Regions from separate parts of the Hordeum vulgare genome. Here all the other regions are linked to region 1. The links are chromatin contacts, called in public Hi-C maps. All regions are on one chromosome and are shown on one strand. Each heading gives the region's core, a stretch centred on a gene start, on an enhancer-like site or on the middle of the called end of the contact. The rest is flanking DNA. Distances are from core to core; before and after follow the strand shown. Region 1 holds the start of LOC123448743 (guanine nucleotide exchange factor SPIKE 1). Region 2 has its middle 120 kb from the start of LOC123450565. Region 3 holds the start of LOC123446515 (NAC domain-containing protein 1-like).

Region 1 (3,662 bases), core at 231-2,730:
CCTGTTTCTATGTCGGTATCAGGTCCCTCGAAAATTTGATTCTGAAAGGACGGTGGCGCGACACTCTCATAGCGTCCATATTTGCAGTCATCTTTCACAAAATCAGCGTTATAACACTGTACTAGCTCATTTAGATGTGGCCACTGTTCCAAATTCTCATTAAGCTGAAAAAACAAAAAGAAGCTTCGCTTTTTCATCCTTAATACTCAAAAATTGCAGCACAAAATAGTTACTTTTTCGTGGTTGAAACCCAAAGGAGCAAACTGAATTATCAGTCACTAAAGATGTGCAATACTGATACTAAGGACATAGCTCCATCATGGAATGCCAGAAGTGAGAAAGATGGAAAACGTATAGCCATAGACCATGGTAGTAGTCTAGTACTCGAGTTCCGTTCTTGGTGGTCTATAGTAATACAGTGAACAATTAGACTCACTGGCCACATATGGGCACATCCAAAATGGACCACTCAATGAGCTGGGCTCATTCCCAAAATAGCAGCAAACCCAAAACCAGCATAGCTTTTGGGAGGCTAACCATAAGAAAAGGTTAGCTATTTGTGAAAAACCCATACGCAAGCGCCCTGGCAATAAGGAGATTAGAAAACTATATCCTGCAATGCAGGTTTGACATGAGCAGCACTTAGCAAGCAGCAGTTCACCACTAATACCAACAGCATCATCAGTTTAAACTCCTCGGCTCTCCTCTCACAGAAGCATGCGTACGATAAGAAACCTCAAAACCCTAAACAACGGGTGCGGAGAGATCTCGAGCACACACAATTCAATGACATTTCAAACACTGGGGCTCCCCAGGCGCCACATTGTATGCGCTGCCACAACAGTCGACAAAGCTGAATAAACACGGCAAGCCGCATTGGCACAAGCAAATCAAGGAAACACGCAGGAGTAGGGAGTGAGACATACGAGTGGATCCAGCTCCAGGTTCCGGCCACAAGGCTGCCTTGGAATCCGCTTGAACCGCTGTCCTTCCCCGGGCGCCGGGGAATCCATGGCCGCCACCTGAGCCGACAGATAATCCACAAGCAAACCAATTCAGCACAAATCTGTGCAGCGCTGGGCTGCACTAGCCAAACAAACATCACCATCAACGACACCCCGGTAAAAACCCGAGAAAACGCCGCACCGGAGAGAGGAAGCTGAGCTCAGGATCTCGGCACCTGCGGCCCAGATCCGGGCGACGGGAGGCGTGGGCGACGAGAGGCGCGGCGCGAAGGAATGAACCCCCTTCCCAGTCCCACCCACTGCACCAACCCGAGGCACCGAGCAGCAGCTAGTAGAAGGCAAAAGAAGGGGCGGTGAAGGCGAGGCTACCGCCACTCATTGCGCATTGCTTGCGCTCGCCATCTCCTGCTCCGCTCTGCTCGGCTCTGCTCCCCTCTCCCCCACCCGAGGGTTTGGTTTGGTGAAGTGGAGAGGAAGCGAAGCAGGTGGAGTTGGGAGGATGAGTGTTTCCTCTTAGGCTTGGTGGGGAATGGGGAAGGGGAAAAGGGGAAATAATAATAGAAAAACAAAGATTTGGTTTGGCTTCTACCTGCGCATTTCTTGGGGCTTTTAAAAATCTTTCGACGAGAAATATTTTGCCTCCGCTTGCGCCGGGGCTGCTCTGGCCGTGTCGCAAAACAGAGACGCTTCGCTGTCAAGAGTGTGAATGACACCACTAGACTGTTTGTTGTGTGTGTCTGCCTTGGTGCTTCTGTCCTAAGAACAAGTACAATAAGGTACAGTCAGCAGGCTGTAAGGATTAAAATATTTCTGTTGAGTTGGATAAGAGAGAAGGGAAGCGGGCTCTTCGTGAAGAGCCAGCTCTAGCACGTGCTCCTAGGTGCTTTGTGAGAATGAAACGTGTGCCATATATGATAAAAGTAGTACTCTTTTATAGCTAACTATTGTACAAGCTAGCTATAAGATGGACTATAAGACTGCTTATAGCCAGCAGTTGGCTATACTATTAACCATGCTCTAATGTGCCATACAAGGTTTTTGTTTTGTTTTGTTTTGCTACTGCATAAACTGAACTTGCTGTTTTATTTTTATGTATAAATAGTTTGACCAATATGGATCGTTTTTTCATGTTATAACCTTGCTGCTTTAGCGCATCTCCAACACTAACCCCTAAAACAGACATTGCATACGCGAACCGGCTAACCATGTCCACATACATTTTATACCGGATTTCAACAAGCCGAACAAATTACACACCGACCGAATGATTTTCATATAAACTGGAGGCATATTTCAAATAAACTATAGCGGAGGAGGCTATTCTAACCTAGTCCAAAAGATCGCCGGCCGCGTCCATTTCCCACTACATATCTTTCCCCATGTCTTGCAGCTGGCTCACCGAGCTGACGTGAGCCTAGGGGGTGAAGCTTGAGCGGAAGGGGGAGAACAATAATGTCATCCGCGAAACTTTGAACAAGCTCACCAGCTGTGAGACCCAGCAAGACGTTGACAGTGGTCTTCGTGGGACGACCCAAGCGACGGCGGCCTATCATGTTCTATTCTTCCTCACCATCGACGGAGGAGGTGAAAGTGGATGTGTTGGCCTCGTCGTCGTGGTGGTTGGGCACAAATGGCGGTGGTGGTGTGACTAACAAGGAGCTAGCGTCGTTCTCGGTAGCATCCTCAAATGTCCTCGTCGTTGTAACACCTTGATTTTTACCCCCTTTCTTTTTCTGATTTCTGCATTTGAATTTTCTTTGCATTTATGCCTTTTAGTTTTCCTAAATCATTGGTGATTTAACAAATTAAACCACCTAAATAATCAGTCAACACTCAAACCCTCCAAAGGTTGAAATCATTAACATAGCCCTCTCTCTAACTTGGTATTTTTCTCTTATAGAAATTGTTCTTTTGCAAAGAAATAATAATGACAAATGCCTTGAGTTGTCAAGCAACCCCTGCTACACTCTTTTGGAAATGCCCAAACAATTCTCGTAAATTGTTTGTACCCTTAGACAACCACAAATGAACCCAAGCCCCCCTCGCACTTTTTCATTTGACCTATTGGGCCCAAGTGGCCCAATTATTCTTCCAACACTTGGGCTTTTAAGGCATGTTGATATTAAATTAAATATAAAAAACTTCTAACTATTATTATAGCCTCTTTAATTTGACATCTTCCAAAACATTTTCCACCTATATATATTATTTATCGACAATACCCGATATTGCTCGATGGTCTATGAGACCCTTCCGGTGACTGTGAAACGCTTTCAGGTCCTCTTAAAATATTTCGAATATTAATGAAATAATTTCACATATATATTCTCATCACTCCCGTCCTACTAATACTTAGAAGATCATGATTACATTAAGCTTGTGACCCTGTAGGTTCGGTAAGACAAGGACATGAACGAAACCCGTTCGTTCAATGCCCGATAGCGGGACCGTGGACATTCGTATCGATCCCTATGAGTACAAGAATGATATTCAAGCAAACCTTTGGTTATCATGTGTTGTTCCCTTTGCTTCGCGATACTTTAAAAAAATCTGAGATGCATTGGTATCCTCTTGAGTCATGCACATGTTCACTATATTATTATCCTTGTTACCGATTTTGATCCTCTTCTCGTTGATGTGTTTTGGCATCCCTGTGACATAGTCACCTGTGTCTGGACAGACGATGACGGATGTCGT
Region 2 (3,579 bases), core at 749-3,248, 580 kb after region 1:
ATTACTGCATAAGAATGACTTAGGCGCAACAAGCGCTGAATATGTTGTGCAAGTCCAGGGCCCTCTATCTTCGCCCCGTCATACACGCGCAAGCCAAGTGGGAGCATCTACATCAATGATAGGCCAATCTGAGTTTCTATACATCTATGGACGCGTTCAGACACGCCTTCATACAGTGATGAGGCGGGCCTCAATTTTTTTCATTTACAACTGTAAACCCTATATTTAAAACAATACATGCAAAGACACGTAATCATTTTGGATGTTTTAGTCGATGTTGGGCCGGCGGGGTTGTGTAAACACCATAAAATTGTTCATAAATTTTTTCCAGTATGAAAACATGCGTGTTGGGCCGGCCTGGTTGAGGGCTTTTAGTCCCACCTCGTCGGAGGAGGAGGGCCACGACAGACTTAAATAACCACGCGTGCAAAAGCATTAAGTTACTCTTTCTTAATAGGGGCTATCAATGCTCACTTTATGAAGGAGCTCATATCCTTCCAAGGCGAGCATCGATGGCAACTATAAACCGTGAGAAAGTTTTTAAGTATGAGAACTTACTTTTTCAATCATTCTCATCAAGCTTATAGAAAAAATCATGAAAAGCTAGTTGGACAATGTGTTCAATACATAGAAGGCATGACGTAGTCCGGCGCAAATGAATCGGATAAGTTTGAAGGAATTTGATGCAATTTATTATAGGGTAGGTCTGTCAGATTCAACATGACAGACGTGCTCACATACCTCATATTCACTTTATATATGAGGTAAATATGAGGAGTGTTAATTAGTCCGAACGTTCGAATTGGATCTAAAGCACCTATATATATTGACATTTTTTAAACGGCCAGCGACCGATCCATTCCTCCGAATATTTGAGTAGGGTTTGAGACGAAGGTTGTAGATGTGTCGATGAACTTTTTCAGGACTCTATACATGACAAGAGTGAGTGCACAAAATTGGCTGCAACCCAGCGAGGAACCATTCTGGAGGTGTTTGGTTCATCAAAGGTAACGCGAACGTAAATGGAATGAGGTCACACCGGTACTGTAAATGAAATGGAGAAAAATGGAACTTTGTTTGCCTGCGAACTGTAACCGTAATCATTCCCATCAGCTATATTGTCGTCTTCGACGCCGTCGACCCAGGAACCATCCTTTTCCTTAGCCCCGGCATCCCCACCATCGAGCGCTGCCTCCACCGATGATGGTTACGAGAACGCATGCTCGAGCAGCTTGGAGACCTGCTGGTGAAGCACGTAGTCATAGTTGGAGACCTCTAATGGCGCGACTGCCTGCGCCGCCGCCCCGCTGCTCCTCTCATGACGTCTCCGCGAGCCTGCACATCAAGCAGAGTTGATCGAGGTACGGTGTGAGACCAGCGCCGCCGCGAGCCTCGATGTACAACATTGGGGGCGGAATCGCGGAGGGGACCGAGCCACTGAGAGCGGATGGATCGATCTCGATGAAACCGTAGCTAGACGAGGACGAAGCTGCAATGGGGAATGGTATCTGTTTTCGGTGAGGGGTCGGCGGAAATCAACGGAGACTTGCATTGTAATCTGTTTACGTGGTAGTACTTGTTTACGGGCGGGCCAAACAAACATGATTAACAGTATCAGTTTGCGGCGTAATCGGATAACGGGGAAAATTTGTGGAACCAAATACATCCAGAGTGGAAAGCAACATAAACAGCTCGCGGTGACACCGTTAATGGAACAAGTCAATGCAGCGTGAGCGCGTCGTCTGATCATCAAATTGACAAGCTACGACGTGCGTACGTCCCACTCCCATGGCTTGCCAGTACCTCGTTGCACCTGTACCATACGACGTCTTCTACTAGCTATTGTACTACTACACGCCAACGCTGTCATGTGCGGTTCACGCGAGATATTATCAGTGCCGAGGCGCCAATAAGTTCCGCGTCATCTGTGACGAACAGGCCAAGCGTGGGACTAACCAGAACCGTGTCGCTTTCCCGGACACGACACGAGCACTGAGCACATACCCAGAGAGACGATCGACCAGCCGCTTCGATGTGACCATAAGCTGGCGGCTCAGCCAGCAGGCAGGTCATCGGCTGCCTCCGTGGCGCCGTCTTCGATCTTCAGTTCTTCACCCCGCCTCGCCAGCTTGCACGTACTCACCGGATGCTTCCACGCAACGAACTGGTACGTAAGAGCAACTTCAACAGGTTCGTCCGCACGTGTCCTTTTGGATAGTCGTTCGCGCCGATTCATTTTAAACTTAAATTTAAGATTAAAATGCGTCGACGCGAACGCGGCGTGTGCCCTTTCGATGTCTGTCCCGCCCCCACGTAGCGGTTGATCAATTACCGTCCGTGTTTTGTAAAGAGATGATGACCATTTATCCCGGGCTCACGCGTCAACGACCACGGGCGTCTTTCTTTAATCCGAGCGTGTGTGGAGGAGGGGGAGGGGGCTCATTCTCTCCCACAAAGCCGCCCCATCTAGCTACCCCGTTGTTTCCCCGTTGACGACAAACCCTAGCCATCACCACGGGTTTCTTCTCCGACGCAGGCTCGAGCCCTCTCTTGGTGTGTGCTCCTCTCGCCGTCGTCTTCCCGCCCGCCTCGGCAGCGGATAAGCGTCCCAATGCACCAGGCGAGGTGGCACTGGGAGCACCGTATCCCTCTCCCCTACCCCGACGTGATGTTGCCACATGAGTGGCACTTGGATCCGGAGAGGATCTCAGTGCCGACAAATACCGCAGTCGATGCGGGCGCATGCGGTGGAGGTTCGGCGTCGACGATAACAGCTGACGCCTGAGCAGTGGTTCAACCCCGCGTACGTTCCAGACTCTCCTGATTGAAAAGTCTGGTTTGCCTCGGAGCACTTGAAGCAGCACCGGCGTGGCGTCCGCAACGTGGGGGCTGGCACCCCGCCGCCTCTTTGTCGTGCACGACGAGAACCAGGAGGTGGAGGCCGCCTACCAAGAGGCGCTAACGACCGTCCTCCGTGAAAGCGAGGAGGAAGAGCAACGCAAGGAGGAGGAGGAGGAGGAGGAGGCGGCTTACCAGGCGCGGTTGGCGGAGGCAATGGTGCTCTACGCCGTCGACGACTGCGTCGTGCCGTCGCTGGCCCCGCCGTCCCCCACCAAGGGCAAGCCAGGGCCGACCCCGTGAAGATCGAGCAGTACATCTCGAACGGGATGGTGCGCGAGTGGGTGAGCACACCATCCGTTTGATTGGGGGCGACGCTGAAACAGGAGCAGGCCTACGTGGAGTATTGGTGGCAATAGTGGTTGGCGAAGGAGAGCCTCGAGGGCCAGCGACTCGAGCAGCTCGAGCGCGACGCTGAAGCCGAGAAGGGAATGCGTCGTGCTGAAGCCCAGCCAACGGTGGTGCATCCACCGACGAACGACGTCGCCACCGCCTCGGAGACGGCCTTCCCCTGGGCTGGGCTGGCCAGACGTAGACGCTCGTCGACCTTACTGGCCTCGAGGACGCCTAGGGCAACACGCCTCTTTGATTTCAGTTTAAGTAAGTTTTTTTATTTAATGCAATGTGGACTCGTGGGACTATCATTGATCTTTAAGGCCAACATTAATGTTCAATCACCCT
Region 3 (3,668 bases), core at 68-2,567, 840 kb after region 1:
ATCTGCACTCGAGCTCACAATAGGGTCTTCATGAAAATTCCATACTCGGCTAAGGATACATCACATGTCTCGTGCATATATGTTTTTCATATGAATACATATATATTCACCGACACTTATATACCGTAGCTGGGCCAACATGGCCACATGGTGCGAACGTGGACCTGACTTGTCCACCTAGTCACCCTTCATGTCATCCTCCCACATGGACTGGTTTGGTCAGTTTTTGGGGAAAACGATAAAATTGGGTAAAAACCATCAAGGGATGACAACTAAGGAGTACGCTATGACAGGATTTTTAGATAGGGCAAACATGATCACATTGGAGTTATTCCTGAGTAAAGGAAGGATTTACTCAAAAATGACAAGCAATTGAACTCACGCCTAGATTAATTTCTTACTGGAGACCGGCTTTTCATTTCCTAGCACAGATTTAATCACGTGTGCACTCTAAAGTTCAAAGCTACTTCCCCCACCGTTTTGAAGGGGGAAAAAAGATGGTATTTGCCTTGCTAGAAAAGAAAAGTTCAAAATTAGCTGTTCAGCATAATGGGTCCACCGCATGAAAATCATACTAGGTAATATGCACGAGAATAGTACCAAGCATATAATTCATATACTCGTACAAGACAAAGCTAATACAGGTTGAAGCTGCATATGGTACCCCTAGAATTTATTTATTTTGCCAGACTAACCTACTACGGGGTCCAATTTCCTGTCTGTAGCATATGCCCGTCTTATAGCCACAAAAGGCCCAAACAAACAAATCTTACCGTCACAACCTGTTTCCGCGCCATCTCACTGTGTCGACCTAAATCTGGCTTTGCTACTAGACCCGCGAGTTTCTCAACATAGTGCAGACCTTCCTTTTTCTTCTGCCCCTGCTAAACTAGCTGAAGGTGCCTATATGTTAGTCTCTACTCCCTGACTCATGCAGACCCAAGCAAAAAAAAAGAATAACAGAGATTCCTACTGATTATACGATCCGGATTTATTTATTTTTGGCTGAATTATATGAATATAATCCGTGTTAGTATTACTCTGTAACAGCGGTGTGGGATTCCGTTGTGTCGGGTGGATCGGGCGAGAGATTCGGCCCAAATCCATCGTCGGCCGGCCGGCAACACGTGCGTGCGCCAGCAAGTTTCAGCGGCCGACGTCACGGCGGCCCATGCCCAATCCCGGGCGCCATCACGCCGGACGTGAGGAATAACGAATCAACGATAGCCACACACACACACACCGTTGCCGAAACCACAGAGAAGGCCTCCTCTCCTCGCCGGGCCATGGCCAAGCGTCACGCACACAACACAAGAGGACAAAAATCCGCAACCATATAAGCGGCCCCTCTCCTCTCGTCTCCAAAAGTTCGAGCCCCTCATTTCCCATAGCTACAAGCTTTTCTAGCTAATTCATCTGTCGCTAGCTTCCTCTCTAGCTACCAGATCTTCTTCCAAGACTGGTTAGCACTCCAAGCTCTAGCTAGCCAGCTAGGGTTTTCGTCCTCGAGCGTTGCGTGGCGTGGCGTGGCGATGATCATGTCCGACCCGGCCATGCTGCCGCCGGGCTTCCGGTTCCACCCGACGGACGAGGAGCTCATCCTGCACTACCTCCGCAACCGCGCCGCCCAATCGCCGTGCCCCGTCTCCATCATCGCCGACGTAGATATCTACAAGTTCGACCCCTGGGCCCTGCCATGTTAGTACCCACCTGCCCTGCCGCCTCCCCTCTGCACCAAGCATGCATATATATCATGATTCATTCATGCTGATGATGATCGACTGCTTCCCACTTGCGCTACCTTAATTCGGATCTCAGTTAATAATCGTCCGTTATTTTTGTTGGGGCCTGTTAATTGATTGCAGCCAAGGCTAGCTACGGGGACAGGGAGTGGTACTTCTTCACGCCGAGGGACCGTAAGTACCCCAACGGTGTCCGGCCGAACCGTGCTGCGGGTTCCGGCTACTGGAAGGCCACCGGCACCGACAAGCCCATCCGCTGCAGCGCCACCGGCGAGAGCGTCGGCGTCAAGAAGGCCCTCGTCTTCTATAAGGGCCGCCCGCCAAAGGGCATCAAGACCAACTGGATCATGCACGAATACCGCCTCGCCGCCGCCGACGCGCACGCCGCCAACACCTACCGCCCCATGAAGTTCCGCAACGCCTCCATGAGGGTAAGTCGTTACCACGTACGTGCGCGCTACAGCTACAGCAACCAAACATACGAACAAATTAAATCGTCAACGGAACTGAGCACCCAAAACCCTAGAGTATAGAGCTACATAGATCTTACTATATGTCAAATTAATTGGTGCCATGGCAGTCGCATGCGTGGCACCGGACGATAGCTAGGCACGCACCTGCCCGCGCACTTGCCCTGCGATTTTTCCGGGAGGGTGTATGGGTTCGTGTCGTCGGCACGTCAGTTTTACCAAAATGGAATCGGGTTGTGCAGTGCCTTATGAATGGACGCAAGAGCTGCTTTAATGTGCGTGTCTCGTTTAAAGAAATGTTCTTTAGGCATACTTGGCATGGTTGCGCCAAGTCAATAGATACGACAATGATAGGCCTGATGCATACGCGTGTTAATGACTGATTCATCTTTCGCCTGGTTGATTGCAAGCTTTATTCACTTATTATTTCTAATACTCCATGTTGGCGTATATGTATGCAGCTGGATGACTGGGTGTTGTGCCGGATCTACAAGAAGACCAGCCAAGTGTCCCCGATGGCGGTGCCGCCGCTGTCCGACCACGAGCTTGACGAGCCTTCCGGCGCTGGCGCCTACCCCATGTCTAGCGCCGGCATGACCATGCAAGGCGGCGCCGGCGGCTACACACTGCAGGCCGCGGTGCCCGGCACACAGAGGATGCCGAAGATCCCGTCCATTTCAGAGTTGCTCAACGACTACTCGCTAGCGCAGCTCTTCGACGACAGCGGACACGCGCTCATGGCACGGCACGATCAACACGCCGCCCTCTTCGGCCACCCCATCATGAGCCAATTCCATGTGAACAGCAGCGGCAACAACATGTCGCAGCTTGGGCAGATGGATTCACCAGCCTCAACGTCGGTGGCACGCGATGGTGCGGCCGGGAAGCGCAAGAGGCTGTCGGAGGAGGACGGTGAACATAATGGGTCGACGAGCCAGCCAGCGGCGGCCGTGACGAACAAGAAGCCCAACAGTTCTTGCTTCGGTGCAACAACGTTCCAAGTCGGCAACAACACCTTGCAGGGGTCACTGGGCCAGCCGCTGCTCCATTTCTAACATGGGGATCGGATGAACTGACGGTGGATACACACGATACTACTTCTACTCCATCAGTCTGAATTATATACGGCCAAGTGGTGACTTGAAAAACAATTATTGGGGCCTATTGCACAAGATAGGTCCAAATTAGACAAATTATTGGTCAAAAATATATAGGGAAAGGGATTGTACTTCAGGTGTGTCGAACGACTAGCTAGGTCCATCGATCATACTTCTAGTTGATTTGGTTTGTAGTGTGTACACAATATTTTTGTCTCCTATGCATGCAGTACAACCATGTACTTCAAGAGCTTACCACCGTGCTATAGGAAGGGCTGAATAAGACTGAGATCGATGAACTTTGCTTTACGCCCATGTAAAACAGCGAAAAAAGATTCATTAATGGAACCATTCATTTC

Evidence for each region. Hi-C and Micro-C count contacts between places; a contact is called where the count stands out from the background.
Region 2: a contact with region 1 is called in a Hi-C map of leaf, with 2.9 times the contacts expected there. The contact joins the enhancer-like site here to the promoter of LOC123448743 in region 1. A contact is called at or near these places in 4 of 6 Hi-C or Micro-C datasets (leaf and seedling) and 1 of 1 datasets of contacts at active chromatin or transcription factors (embryo).
Region 3: a contact with region 1 is called in a Hi-C map of leaf, with 9 times the contacts expected there. The contact joins the promoter of LOC123446515 here to the promoter of LOC123448743 in region 1. A contact is called at or near these places in 2 of 6 Hi-C or Micro-C datasets (leaf and seedling) and 1 of 1 datasets of contacts at active chromatin or transcription factors (embryo).

The regions. Positions count from the first base shown.
Region 1 is chr4H:402,571,573-402,575,234 of MorexV3_pseudomolecules_assembly, forward strand. LOC123448743 (guanine nucleotide exchange factor SPIKE 1) reads right to left here and starts at 1,481. Exons shown (of 31, transcript XM_045125736.1): 1 at 1,147-1,481; 2 at 927-1,022; 3 at 2-164. The coding sequence starts at 1,013.
Region 2 is chr4H:403,152,828-403,156,406 of MorexV3_pseudomolecules_assembly, forward strand. No RefSeq gene overlaps it. Among protein-coding and RNA genes, the nearest start is that of LOC123450565, 120 kb to the right of the region's middle. Within about 2 kb of position 1,999, at least 2 of the 3 cell types and tissues checked have open chromatin away from gene starts, as enhancers often do. A contact at or near this core is called in leaf, where this site is marked.
Region 3 is chr4H:403,408,896-403,412,563 of MorexV3_pseudomolecules_assembly, forward strand. LOC123446515 (NAC domain-containing protein 1-like) reads left to right here and starts at 1,318. Exons shown (of 3, transcript XM_045123089.1): 1 at 1,318-1,698; 2 at 1,866-2,173; 3 at 2,674-3,668. The coding sequence starts at 1,533. The coding sequence ends at 3,267.